3 separate regions of the Mus musculus genome follow, and all the other regions are linked to region 2. Evidence: chromatin contacts called from public HiChIP or PLAC-seq and promoter capture Hi-C data. All regions are on one chromosome and are shown on one strand. Each heading gives the region's core, a stretch centred on a gene start, on an enhancer-like site or on the middle of the called end of the contact. The rest is flanking DNA. Distances are from core to core; before and after follow the strand shown.

Region 1 (4,182 bases), core at 1,490-3,989, 590 kb before region 2:
AGGGCTGCACTGCTTTGATTGGTTTGGCCAGATTGACACTTGGCTGGGTCCTCCCGGTTCTGGTATGTGTGCCTCTCTGTACGTATGAGCTAGCAGTTGCTCCTCAGACTCTGAACTTAGGGTCTTTGTGTCTCCTCCCTGCCAGTATTGGGATCACAGGTATGCACCACTTCTGGTGTATGTGGTGCTGGAATTGATCATGCATGCTAGGCAAGCAGTCTATCAAGAGAGCTTTACCCCAACCCCCTCTCCCCCCAGAACTCTTATTTCTCTATTTGTAACTGGCTGCTAGGAATAGTCTGGTATAAATCCTTCTAGATCTTAACCAATATCTTACTACATACATGGAAAAGATTTTATTTATATTTATAAATGCTTATTATAAAGATTATAGCAAAATATACATTAAAAACTATCACTTGGGCTGGTGAGATGGCTCAGTGGGTTAGAGCACCCGACTGCTCTTCCGAAGGTCCAGAGTTCAAATCCCAGCAACCACATGGTGGCTCACAACCATCCGTAACAAGATCTGACCCCCTCTTCTGGAGTGTCTGAAGACAGCTACAGTGTACTTACATATAATAAATAAATAAATCTTTAAAAAAAAAAAACAACAAAACTATCACTTTAGTCTGGCATGGTGGTTCATGCCTATAATCCTACCACTTGGGAAACCATTACCAACCACTTGGGAAACCGACGGAGCCTTGACATCAGTTTGGTGCTAGTCTGGGCTACTGAGTAAAACCTTGTCTCAAAAAAAACAAAAACAAAAACAAAAAAAAAAAAACCAAATCAAAACCAAACCAAGCAAAAACTAAAATACCCTCCCCCCAAACAAACAAAAACCAAAGGGTGTGGAGTAGGGTTTGGACGGGTAGCTCAACTGGTGATACTTGCCTTGAAGGCACAGGCCCTAGGTTCCTCGATAAAACTGGACATGGTGGTGAACACCTACAATTCCAGTGCTTGGAAGATAGAGCCAAATGGAGATAGATTACAAGTTCAAGTTCAATCTTAGCTATATTATGAGTTGGAGGCCAGCCTGGGCTCCATGAGACCCTGTCTCAAAACAAAACAAAAATGCCAAAACACACTTTAAGACTATGTTTCTTTCTATTGGTGCTGGAAATTCAACCTACAGAACATATGCACGCTGAACATAGATGGACTCCACCCCAGCCATGTCTACACCCCCCCCCCCCACTATCTTTCATGGGCTGTTCTGTGCAGCCATATTATTGTGCTGCCATTTTTCTTTTGAAAGGGATCCTAAGCTCCATGTGGTCAGTGTCCTGGCTGTTTGTGCTCAGCAGGCCTGCATGGCCACTAGAGTGAGGTAAGCAGCCTGAGGTCTGGGGGGATCACACAGGAAATGAAAACTCTCCCTTAGTACACTGGGTAGCAAAGACAGTCTTCCAGAAAAGACTGGCTTCAGGCAACATCACAGAGGAATTCTGCAAATTAATCTGTTGTGGGAGGTTAACAGTTATTAGAACAATTGTTTTGTTTATGTCTCAGAACTGTGTGGGAAAACATGCCATCAGGTCATACTGCAGTTGAAAAAAAAACCAGGTGGTAGGAGGAAAGTGTTACTCTAAGGTCACAAATATTAGTTGTCACCAAAGCAGGACTCAGTTGAGGAATCTGGTGCCCAGTGACTTGGCCACTTCCATCCCAGTTTGCCGCTGAGTAAAAGTAAAATTTGACGATGGGAGGAATATGAACACTGAGACCATGAGGTAGAGGCAGCTCTCGTTCAGTTCCTTAGGTGGGAACAGTTCACAGGGCTGTCCCAGGGCACATTGTGAACACATCTGTTAATCAAGGGGCCTAGAAATAGGCGGCCTTGGTAGGGCAGACCACTGCCTTCCACTGGGCCTCACTAGATGTTAGTCTGCAGAAATCCTTACAATCCCTTTTCTCCTCATTATACGGAGAGCTTAGGGGGCTGGCCTGAGACCACACAACTGTAACGGTGAAGCCCAAGGCTCTCAGGACTGAGGCTCTACTGCAATCTAGCCCAATGGCTTCAGCCTGCGTCTTGAAACCAGGTGGTAAGTAAAACACTAGCTTTAAATACACTTAGGGACGCCACTGGGCTGGGCATTCAGGTTGAAAATGTGGTCCCAGTCCGGGTCGTCACTAGTAGGGCTGAGGGTAGGGCCGTGGGCCTAGCCCTCATGTTTTGGAAGATAAGAGGGAATGATCCTTGAAAACAGGATTGTCACTCCTTGGTACTGTTTTGCCTCACAGCTCTCAGCCTCCTCCTGGACCTCGGTTCAGACACAGCCCTGGGGGAGGGTGTCAATGGATTCCCAGTTCCGTGCCTTTAGTTTCCGACGCCTTGCCACCAGGGCCCGGCGGCGGCTTGCTCAGATTTTTTGCTCACAGCTATCCCCCAAAGTCCCATGGGCTCAGGCACCCGAAACCGGTCTTGGCCTTAGTGCTTTCTCACCTCTCCATTTCGTCCTCAGTCTCATTTCACTTTCGTGCATCTCAGGCCCCCACATGACCCCCACCCTAGTCCGAGTCTTCCACCCTCACCCTCGCTCTTCATCCCTTGCACCCCGCGGGCCTCACCTGCCAGCCTGCCGCAGTGCTCCCCACGAGCTGCTCTGGGCAGCCCCGCCTACTTCCCGTCCTAGGCGCCGCAGGCTCTGCGCAAGCGCAGTCGGGCCTCGGGCGCACCTCTGCTGCCTCCTGCTGGTCCCTCTGCTCTCTTGTTTCAGGGACGACAAGAGCCCCAATAGCCAGTGCGTTGCTACACTTCTCCAGCCTTGACTGGGCAGAAAGCAGTCCTTGCTTCACAATGCTCAGTCATTGCTTCACAACGTGTGTGGTGATCAGTCTCAGGGCAGTGATGCGGCTTCATACTGCTCAGGACTGGCCACCCATCAGAGACTTTAGAAAATATTTTCATGTATAACATTATATTCATTTTATACCAATGAACGTGTACACTGCCTGTGTACAGTGTGGAGAGTACCCCTTCAAGTTTCATTGTGGTCCTGCCCACTTAACCACAGGCCCCAGGGGCTTTGTGGTTAAGGGTTCCAGGCCCTTTGTGCTCAGCAGGACTGCATGGCCACTGAGAATTCGTTGAGCAGCTTGAGCTCTGGGGCTATAAAGCAGGAAATGAGACACTTTTCTTAGTGCACTGGGTAGCAAAGGCAGTCTTAAAGACAAGGTTGGCTCCAGGTTGTCACCTGGCTTTTAAAACAATTGTTCCGGCATGGTGACGCAAGCCTTTAATCCCAGCATTTGGGAGGCAGAGGCAGACAGATTTCTGAGTTCGAGGCCAGTCTGGTCTACAAAGTGAGTTCCAGGACAGCCAAGGATACACAGAGAAACCCTGTCTCGAAAAACAAAAACAAAACAAACAAAAAAACCCAATTGTTTGTTTTGTTTATGTCTCAGAACTGTGCTGACAAGCACATGCCATCAGACCCCATTGTCTTAGGAACTTGTCACCTGATTAGGTTTCAGGGAACCCATGAGCCTGGGGAACCAATAGATGGGTGTGTGTACTGGCATGGTGGGGAGAATGTCTGTCTGCTACGCAAGTAGAGTCCTGGTTCATTCAACCTGATTAAGGTTTGAGGTCATTTATAACCTGATGAGGTAGAGGGTGATACAGAGAAGACAGCAAAAGCAGGCACTAGGAACCTGGCCCTGTTAGGCTCTAGGCCAAGGACATATCTGTAATGTACCCTTTCCTGAGGTTGCTGTCACCATGATTGTCTTGTTTGTAGTCTACTATGCCAAAGCCTTTACTCTTGTTAAATTCCCAATATTAGCTATACCAACCAGCTTAGCTCAAACCTCTTCATCAAGACATGCCAAGCTGTGGGGTAGAGCCAGGAGGTCTCAGAGTGCTCAGTTCCAGGTCTCTCATCTGTGTCCTCTCCCAGTTCCCAAAATCCTTTCCCAGAAACCTGTTCTGAGCACTATGAGAGTGAGTGCAAACACTCCCTACCACACTAGCCTCTATCACTCAGAGACTGGCTGTATTACTTAGGCTTTAAAAATCTCAGGAAAGGACCTCAAACCCTTTGTTCTAGAATTTCCAGGCTCTTTACAATGGGGGTACAACTTGGTAATACTTCTGCTTAAAGGGAGCTGTTATGATTTGAAATCTGGAAGTCTCTTGAAAACTTGAGCTTTTGGGAGGTGAATGGA
Region 2 (4,376 bases), core at 735-3,234:
CGCATTTTTTTTTTCTCTCCAGACCTGGGATGTAGCTCAATAGTTAAGCACCTACCTAATAAAATAGCCATTCAGCCCTGGGTTCAACTCTAGTATCGTAAAAATAAAAATGGCAATATCATGTGACATAATAATTTACACCTTAAATAGAATCAATGAAAAAAACCTACAAAGAAAAAGATTCACTAGCTAAAACTGAATCATAACTACATATTAATTTTTCTCAAATGCCTATTAAAGCTTACCTTTCTACGGAATCATCTTGCTGTCTGACAAAGAACTGATAAAGTTCAAACGGTGATGTTTTCTCTCTGTTTAGCCAAACCGCATTGCCAGCAGACTTTCCCAGCTTTGCTCCAGTTGTACTTGTAATTAGAGGTACAGTGATTCCAAACACATCCTCTCCAGTCAACCTACACATACATTCATGGTATTCTGTTAGGCACAATTAGTTCCACCAAGCACAGTACACATTTAAGTCTGGTTACTTACTATATGTTTTTAAAACCCTTTCTCAGTCTGGACTCAGGTCCTCAAGAACCATAAAAACACGCATTTTATATCTACATGTGTCGTGCTTAAGTGCAATTGAGGAATGCACCTGAGCAGGTCAACAGGACTTGATTTTTGAAGGATCAGGTAGAAAAATGACAAAGTTGGGCGAAAGGATACCAGGAGGTACATTTAGAAGGTGGCTTTTAATATTTTTAAATGAGTTTTGTCGTGTAGCACACGAACCAGCCATATAATCTATGTTCCTCAAGAAAACTGTGAGGACTGGAGAGGTGGCTCAGTGGTTCTTCCAGAGATCCTGGGTTCAATTCCCAGCAACCATGTGGGATATAATATAAGAATTTGGTGCCCTCTTCTGGCATGCAGGTGTTACATAGAGATGGAGCACTCATACATAAATAAATCAATCTTTAAAAAAAGAAAACGCTGTGAAAATCTTTATGGAGGCGAAAAGCTAAATTAGTGCACACGGTTCTAAACAGAAGTCCAATTATTTTCAGGATAAATAACAATTTCTAAAGAAACTAAAGGCGACTTAGGGAAAACAGACACAATCCAAATCTTGAATATCGGTCTGCTTCCAGCAGCTCTAACTCCCAGCTCTAACTTACAATCTTCCTAACGAATAACACACTACTTCTGTATACTCGTCCCCGGGTTTCCGTAGGCTCTAACAATTCCAGCTTACTTGTGGATGAACTCGTAGCCAGACATGATGTTGCCCAACTGATCTGATCCGCCCAGTTGGACCCGGCATCCATAGTGCTGGAAAAGGTAGTAGAAGTCATAGGCCTGGAGCACCTGGTAAAAGAACTCCGCCAAGCTCATGCCCTCGGGGCTCTTGAGACGCGACTGCACGCTCAGCCGGCTCAGCAGAGTGCCCATGCGGAAGTGGCCGCCCACCGTGGCCAGGAAATCCACCAGGTGCTGCTCCTGGAACCAGGCCGCGTTGTCCAGCACCGTGAAAGAGCCCCAGGGCCGGCCGTCCGCGAAGAGGCGCGCGTGGTTGGCCGCCAGGGCCTCGAGCCCTCGCCGCAGGGCGTGCGCGTTGGCCCGCACGCACTCGGCGCTCAGCGCCTCGCGCCCCTTGGTCCGGCCGCTGGGGTCCCCCAGGAGGGCCGTGGAGCCTCCCACGAGCGCGATCACGTTGTGGCCGGCTCGCTGGAAGTGGAAGAGCCCCAACAGAGTTAGCAGGTGCCCCACGTGGAGCGAGTCGCCCGTGGGGTCGAAGCCGCAGTACACCGTCTGGGGGGACGAGCCCGCCCTGCGGCGGTCAAAGAGTTCGGGGAGCTCTGTCTTCGTGCCGCTCTCGGGGAAGAACTCCTTGAACAAGCCGCGGGCCCTCGGTGCCACCAGCATTCCCCGCGCGCCCGGGCGCACCGCACGCGACCCTCGTAGCCAGACCAGGGACTGCGGAACGCGGCACAGGCGCCTCAGCATGGGCGCCGCCATCTTGCGGGACACGCAAGGCATGCTGGACCTCTGTCGCCCTGCGACCGCGGGCGCCTCGGTGTCTCTCTACGCATGCTCGGGCGTAGCGGGAGGCCTGTTAGGCTTTGGTGCTGTAGGCAGTCCTGGAATGTGGACCGACTGAGTTCCGTCTTGCGGCCCCCGCTGTTCCTCTATCATTTCATTCCCGTTTTCTCAGTGAGGATGTCGTGATAGTACTTCCTGTCTCACAGCTGTGGTGAAAGCACTTGGCGGTGTAGTAAGCGCTCGACAAATGTTTACTGTCGTTTAAATGATCATGCAAAAGCTGTGATGCTCAAGTCCCATAAGTCTTGGACCTGTAGAAAGAACTCGGAGTGGAGTGGAGACGAAATTTCTTTGTACCAGTTTCCCCAGTTAATGAGAGCCTCGTCACAGTACAGGCAGGCAGGCAGGCGCGCGCACACACACACACACACACACACACACACACACACGTCATTAGTGGGTGTCCTGAAGGTGGCAGTCTCCTCCTAGCAAGAGGAAAGTCAAAACAGGAAAGAACTCCCTGTGTTTAGTATAACAAAAACTGGAGTCATTCAAAGTCATAACATATTAGGTGCTTTTAGGAATCCTCTCACCAGGATGAGGACTCTCATTTGCAATTGTATGGCAGGTGAGCCAGCCCCCAAGTCCCATTGTAGATTCTGACTAATTTTCTTTAAACATTTTAATTAGCGTACACAAATTGTACAAAATAATGAATTTATTCTGACATTTCCATATATGAGTAGACGTGGGCCATACTTTCAAAACTCCCTGATTTATGTGGAGTAGCATTATTGAGAATGTGCCATTTGTGGCCATCACCTACCATTGTGAGAGAAGTAGGGGTTATGGAGGGAGACAGAGAACAATTGAGCCAGGAGTAAGTTGCAGTAGAGGTGTGCTGGCTAGTTTTATGCCAAGTTGACAAAGTTAGAGTCATTGAGGTACTTAAACTGAGAAAATGCCCTCAACCAATGTGGCCTATGAACAAGCCAGTGGTGATCAGTGATTGATGTGGAAGGGACCAGCTCACTGTGGGTGGTGCCTCTTGATAGGTCCTTTCTCCGGTAAAATGAGCCAATTCAAACCAGATTAGATTATAAAGCAGATTTACTGTCCCCCTAGAATTGAGGCCAGGGGGGGTCGCCATGGGGGGGGGGAGAAAGGGCTTGTGGCAGGGGGTGGGGAGAGAGAGAGAGAGAGAGAGAGAGAGAGAGAGAGAGAGAGAGAGAGCAAAATGTGTAGATTGTATAGCAAAGAGCGTCTGAGGGAAGGGCAGCCCATCCCCTGGGCTGGAATGTACAGGGTTGGGGATAGGGTATGCCAGGTAGAGACTTAGGGATGCTGAGAGAACCTGGAAGCCAGATCTGTTTTCATATGTAAAATATGCACCTGAGTCTCTTGTCCCAGGGTCCCAAAAGAAACACCACCCTTGGTGGTCCTGGGTGCTAAAAGAAATCAGGCTGATCAAACAATGTGGAATAAGCCAGTATGTAGCACTCCTTCATGACTTCGGCTTTAGTTCCTTCAGGAGTCTTTCTGACTAGAGTCCTTGCCCTGACTTCCCTGAATGACGAATTATAAGCTGTAAAGTGAAATAAACGCTTTTCTTCCCAGGCCATTGGTCATATTGTTTTATCACGGCAATAGAAAGCTCAGGCCAGACAAGAGTCATTCAGTATCCCAGAGGAAGTCAGGAGCTGAGATTTCCTTCCATAGTCTTCCAAACTGAAACAAGGAGGTAGGCTGTTTCACTTTATTACCGGCTAATCTTTAAATATGGAATGCTCTTGGAGAGAAATCCACACTTTGGGCAAGCCTTTTGACTAAGAGTCATATGCAGAAGACAAACAACACTCACGTTCCTGAAAGAGGATCCTGACCCATCCCCAGACCATTAGCTACAGATCTTTCCATGTCCTAATACTAAGGTATTTGAAGAAGACATTTATTTTAGTGGGTTATAAATTTGTTATTTTGATTAATCAATGTATTTGCTCATCTAATTATCAGTGAGTTTAATTTCTCATTGCCAGTAATATTGTAATATTACTGGTAATATTCTCTAATACTGGTAGAAAATAGCTAGAGTGTTCTCTCATATTGTTACTCAAAATATCTTTAAAATTCTAGTCAGAATCTGTTGATCTGCACTTTGATCAGAGACAGACTGTAAGATGCATTGCAGGAAGTTCTGAAAGCCTAACAGATACTGTACTTAATATTGGGAAAAATCTCTCACTTGCAAGTTTGGGTTAATACAACAAATACCTACGTATTGTGACTTTAAAGAGCAGGGCAACAGTTGGGTATTAGAAAGTATGACTTCATATCTGCACTAGCTTTAGTACTGCTTTTCTTTTCAAAGAAATGCTGTTGTGACAGCA
Region 3 (4,511 bases), core at 220-2,719, 550 kb before region 2:
ACCAACAGTCTCCTGGGCCATCTGCAGGGACTCTGGTCCTGCTATATGTTGTCAAGTGTCAACTTCTCTCTAAGACCCTTTCAGTTCGAATGCTCCTACTTCAACCTAGGCTACACGTTTACCAGCAAGCTCTTCATGGTGCCAAGACTCGGCAGCTCTCCATGACTCTTTATGCCTTCACAACCAGTATTACCTGGGAAACTTACACATTACTGTCGGCCTGAGTCTGCTCAGCTGCAGGGCACGGCTGCTTGGGGAGGAGGAACTTGGGGAGTTTGACTGAGATTACCCTGTGCTGCCTTCCGGGTGAGTTCACGAGCTGTAGGGAAGTGCTCCTGGGATAGGAAAGCACAGTCTGAGATGAGGGAAAGTCGGACCTGATTTAGGGGTCCTTGGGTCTGTGACATTGCCAGGGCCATGGGGTTCTTAGACTCTTGGACATCTAGGCGCCACTGGAAGTCACAGAAGAGCAGAGAACAGAGTCAGGGGCCACATGGCCTGGGGACAGCATCTAGCTGGGGCTGGGGAGGGGGTGGGGAGGAAGGAGAGCTCTGGCTTGTCTCATGGGGTGAGTGTCCTTTGCTTAACAGAGGCAGGTTTGGTGGCAGTTGTGGCTGGGAGTGCAGAGAGGCCTTCTACAGGATGTGGCTCTGTAGACAAAGACCTTCTCCAGGTTCCTCATGGTGAATCTTGATGAAAGAGACAGTCGATGATGGAAAATTGATGCATAAAACCACTTCTCAGGGTGGGCCTGAGATTAAATTCCTTTTGCAGGGAGGAATGTCTAGGAAGAGAAGCTTATGGGCTTAAGCCCTCCCGGCCTAGGTTCCTCATTAGCATGGAGAACTCTGTTTTGAGCCTATGTGACCATAGGCCACGTTTCTTTTATGTGAGAGAAGCATGGCATGTGTTCCAAGTCAGGAGTCTGGCAGGGAGCTGGGAGTCACCTAAGCCTCAGGTGTGTGCCCACGAGTCTCTTCCTCTTGACCTGCTTTACCTTAACAAACTTCCTGGCATGTGTTTTTTTTTTTTTTTTTTTTTTTTTTTTTTTTTTTTTTTTTGAGACAGGGTTTCTCTGTATAGCCCTGGCTGTCCTGGAACTTACTCTGTAGACCAGGCTGGCCTCGAACTCAGAAATCCGCCTGCCTCTGCCTCCCGAGTGCGCCACCACGCCCGGCTCCTGGCATGGTTTTAATCCCACACATTACCAGGTTTGTTTGCCAGCACGAGGTCCAGGCTTGGACCTGTTTGCACTATAGGTTTGTGTGCTGACCCCGAGGAAACACTTCCCAGAAGGTTCTGCTTCCTTAATGCTGGTTTCTTCTTAACCTTAGTTTATTTGCAGCCTTAACTGACCAGTCTTAATTTACCCAGTCAAGCAAGTTTTCACACTCTAAGACTTGGTGCCAATTTCTGTCCTAGTTATGGGTTCAATTGTGATAAAACATGACTAACATGAGCTTGAGGGAGGAGAGCTTATTTTAGCTTACAGCTTGTATTCCACCATCCAGGGAAAGTCAGTGTGGGAACTCAAGATAGGAACTAATGCAGAGGCTGTGGGGGAACATTGCTTACAGGCTTGTGCCTCTCTCTTACTCAACTTGCTTTCTTATACACCCTGGACCCATTGGTCCAGGGCAGGAGCGGGACCACCCACAATTGTCTGGGCTCTTCCATACCAATCAGCAATCAAGAAAGTGCACCACAGGCTTGCCCACAGGTGGGGGAATCTTCTTGGTTGAGGTTTACTTTTCTCAAATGACTTCAGCTTGACATAAAGTTGACATAAAACTATCCAGCACAGATTCAGTCAGAGAAAAGATGTGTATTGCATCTTCAGTGGAGTATGAGGCAGTGATTGTTAATTTGGATCTGAAATGAATCTGAAGCTTGGTATTGTGCATAGAAGACTCGGGATGTTCTAAAGGGAGTTAGGAAATATTCCACACTTCTGGAAGTCCGTCAAAACTCTGCAAGTAAACAACTCAATAGCTTAAGGAGCTCTCTGAAACCATCCAGACTCTCATGGCTTCTCCATTGGTTATTTCTGGTCTGCACAGGTGGGAGAGACGTGCTGAAGCTCCTCATGTAAGCTCCTGTATTTGGTTTTTACTTTGTGTGTGTGATATTACTTTATTCTGTAACGTTTTGAGCTTTGGGGCATATCCTATATCGCCCCCTGCTGGCACCTACTCTCCAAAAGCTCTGTAGGGCTATGAAACAATGTGCTCACCCTGGAAACATCTGCTATTGTCCTAGGAGGTCACCAGCTTCGGAGTGTCTTCACGGTTTACTCCTGCACCATAAGTGGAAGCACATGCAGCATCGGATTGGAGAGTGGAAGGAAAAGGTGGAGCTGAAAGTTAGAGAGGGGACACACACACACACACAAAGAGAGAGAGAGAGAGGGAGAGAGAGAGAGAGAGAGAGAGAGAGAGGAAGAGAGATGATGGAGGACTGAGAGAAGATGGAGGAAAAGGAAGATGAAACAGAACCATGTGGCCTGGATGAGCCACAAGTAGCTAGGGATTTCATAGATGGAAAAAAGTAATGTAAGATACATTTGCTTGATCTAGGTGTGCAGTTTGAATTTATACCAGTTATATTATGTGTTCTTTGCATGGGCATTTTGGGGTTGGAGAATTACTGTTATAAATCTGGATGGTATAGTAAAAGTCTGTGGTGTTATCATTTTATAGGGCTAAGGGAATCTGAGCTAGCAATAGCAGGCTTTCTGCAGGCTTGCCACAGTGGGTAGATGACCTGGGAAGTGTGAACAGCCTGGCAGCAAACTAGCTGTGGGAACTGGGAACCATGGGAGCAGGTGAGACTGCAGTTGCCAGTGCCTAGCCAGCCACATCGTGAACTGTTTGATTTATAACTGCACACTATAGATGGTGCCAAACATGAGGCCTGAACCCATGACTCTGAGATTAAGAGTCTCATGCTCTACCAACTAAGCTAGCTGGGCTTTTTTTTTTTTAAATCACACCTGAGTGGCTTGTTTAATTGAGGAGGGACATAGGTGAGAACAAATAAAGACAGCTGGGACCCTCAGTAGGGAAGAATACCCCTCCCTCCCCGTATGCACCCACTGACCTTAAATAAAAAATAACCAACTATAAGAGAGCAGCTGAGACAGTGATGGGGAGGCTGGGAGTGGTCAGGGAAGGACACTTGGAATTGAGGGCAGCAGTGAACCATGTGTGTGTTGGGAGGGCCCGAGGTCGTGCTGGACGAGTCTGTCTTCCTTGTAGACATGTATAAATACAAAGATAAACCTTTCTTCTCCCCTCTCTACCCAGTGCTGCTCACCACCGTCCCAGCTTGCCTTTCCTTATCAGTGCAGGGAAGAGTGGAAAAGCAAGTTATTACCAAATTCCAATCAGACCCATGTCCATCAGCTTCTGGATCTTCTGTGCTATTACAGGATTCTTTAAGTATTTGCTCAGAACCTGGGATCCTTCTGCATCTACTTCAGGATGAGCCTCATGTCTGGGTCACTCATTATCTGCTGCACATCAGGGTCAGCCATGGCCAGACTCTTCACATCCTCAGGGCTATCATGTCCGTTGTACTGTGCCATCATACAGTGTTGGTAACCACCTGCTGCTTCCTTACAGCTGGAGTCCAGGTCTAATGCCGTTTGGTACACACCTATGGCTTCTGAATAGTCCTTTATGCTTTCCCTATATAACCCTTGATGAAGGTTGCACTCTTCACAGTCCTTGAGTCCAACTGAAACTCCAGGAGCTCAGTTGCTGTACAGTTTGGCATCTCCTGGGTTCCTTTTAATGGCTTCTGTATAGTGCCTCATGGCCTTCCACCCCTTCTGGAAGCATTCACTGCCCTTGTTCTTCTCCTCCAAAGCCAAGCCAGGGTTGATATAAGTCAGTCGCTCTTGTTCCTTCAGAATTTTCTCTGCCTGCTGGCACTTCTTGAGCACGTCTGGGGTTCGGTGCTCTGCCAGAGACTTGTAGAAATGGATAGCATCCTTGTACCTTTCCTCTTTGAAATAGGAATTGCCAATTCAGGCATAAGCTTTGGCCATCTGTCTGTAGTCCTCTTGGATCTCTCTGCCCACATCAAAGGCCTTCTCACAGAGCTCCCAGCATTTGTTGTAGTCGCCCTTCTCAAAGTGCACAGCAGCTTGATTAGTTATGTAAGTCATACTGGTAGGGTCAGGTCCATTTCCTTGGCCCTGTCATAATGCTTCAGGGCCTTGTCAACATCTTTCTTCTTATAGGCATCATTTCTCAACTCCTTTTATTTCAGTGCCTGTTTCTTATTCTCTGGAAGATCTTCTTCCATAGGTTCTGACTTGGCCTCCTTTTTGGGAGGAGGTGGGGTGAGGGTGTTGCTACTTTTTCATCCATACTGCCCAGATCAACCCCAAGAAGGACACTGCAAGTAGTGACCAGGAATCCTGTAGTTTCGTGCCCAGGTCTGAAGGCTTGTTCTGTAGCTGCTCTCTGAGTTCCCTGTAGGTGGAGTTACTGAGCAGCCTTCTT

What was found. Promoter capture Hi-C pulls out the DNA fragments that hold promoters and counts their contacts. HiChIP or PLAC-seq counts read pairs in DNA pulled down with a chosen protein or histone mark.
Region 1: a contact with region 2 is called in a promoter capture Hi-C map of stem cell-derived epiblast-like cells, with 14 times the contacts expected there. The contact joins the promoter of Ppm1f here to the promoter of Yars2 in region 2. A contact is called at or near these places in 22 of 39 promoter capture datasets (the 3T3-L1 cell line, 3T3-L1-derived adipocytes, the C10 cell line and 13 more), 1 of 15 datasets of contacts at CTCF or cohesin (pro-B cells), 24 of 484 Hi-C or Micro-C datasets (the HPC-7 cell line, LSK cells, the N1E-115 cell line and 11 more), 21 of 115 datasets of contacts at active chromatin or transcription factors (the 230-238 cell line, the SCID.adh cell line, T-cell acute lymphoblastic leukemia and 14 more) and 2 of 9 other capture datasets (embryonic stem cells and macrophages).
Region 3: an H3K4me3 HiChIP or PLAC-seq map of pro-B cells shows a contact between it and region 2, with 7 times the contacts expected there. The contact joins the enhancer-like site here to the promoter of Yars2 in region 2. A contact is called at or near these places in 20 of 39 promoter capture datasets (the 3T3-L1 cell line, 3T3-L1-derived adipocytes, the C10 cell line and 11 more), 1 of 15 datasets of contacts at CTCF or cohesin (the NIH/3T3 cell line), 11 of 484 Hi-C or Micro-C datasets (the HPC-7 cell line, Sertoli cells, bone marrow-derived macrophages and 7 more), 27 of 115 datasets of contacts at active chromatin or transcription factors (the NIH/3T3 cell line, acute myeloid leukemia, astrocytes and 14 more) and 4 of 9 other capture datasets (adipose tissue, embryonic stem cells, liver and 1 more).

The regions. Positions count from the first base shown.
Region 1 is chr16:16,895,026-16,899,207 of GRCm38.p6, reverse strand. It overlaps Ppm1f (protein phosphatase 1F (PP2C domain containing)), which reads right to left and starts at 2,739. Exons shown (of 8, transcript NM_176833.4): 1 at 2,584-2,739.
Region 2 is chr16:16,300,573-16,304,948 of GRCm38.p6, reverse strand. Yars2 (tyrosyl-tRNA synthetase 2 (mitochondrial)) reads right to left here and starts at 1,984. Exons shown (of 5, transcript NM_198246.2): 1 at 1,202-1,984; 2 at 246-413. The coding sequence starts at 1,965.
Region 3 is chr16:16,852,724-16,857,234 of GRCm38.p6, reverse strand. It overlaps the pseudogene Gm5768. Among named protein-coding and RNA genes, the nearest start is that of Igll1, 9.0 kb to the left of the region's middle. Within about 2 kb of position 1,469, at least 30 of the 459 cell types and tissues checked have an H3K27ac peak or open chromatin away from gene starts, as enhancers often do. A contact at or near this core is called in the HPC-7 cell line, acute myeloid leukemia, hematopoietic stem and progenitor cells and 2 more, where this site is marked.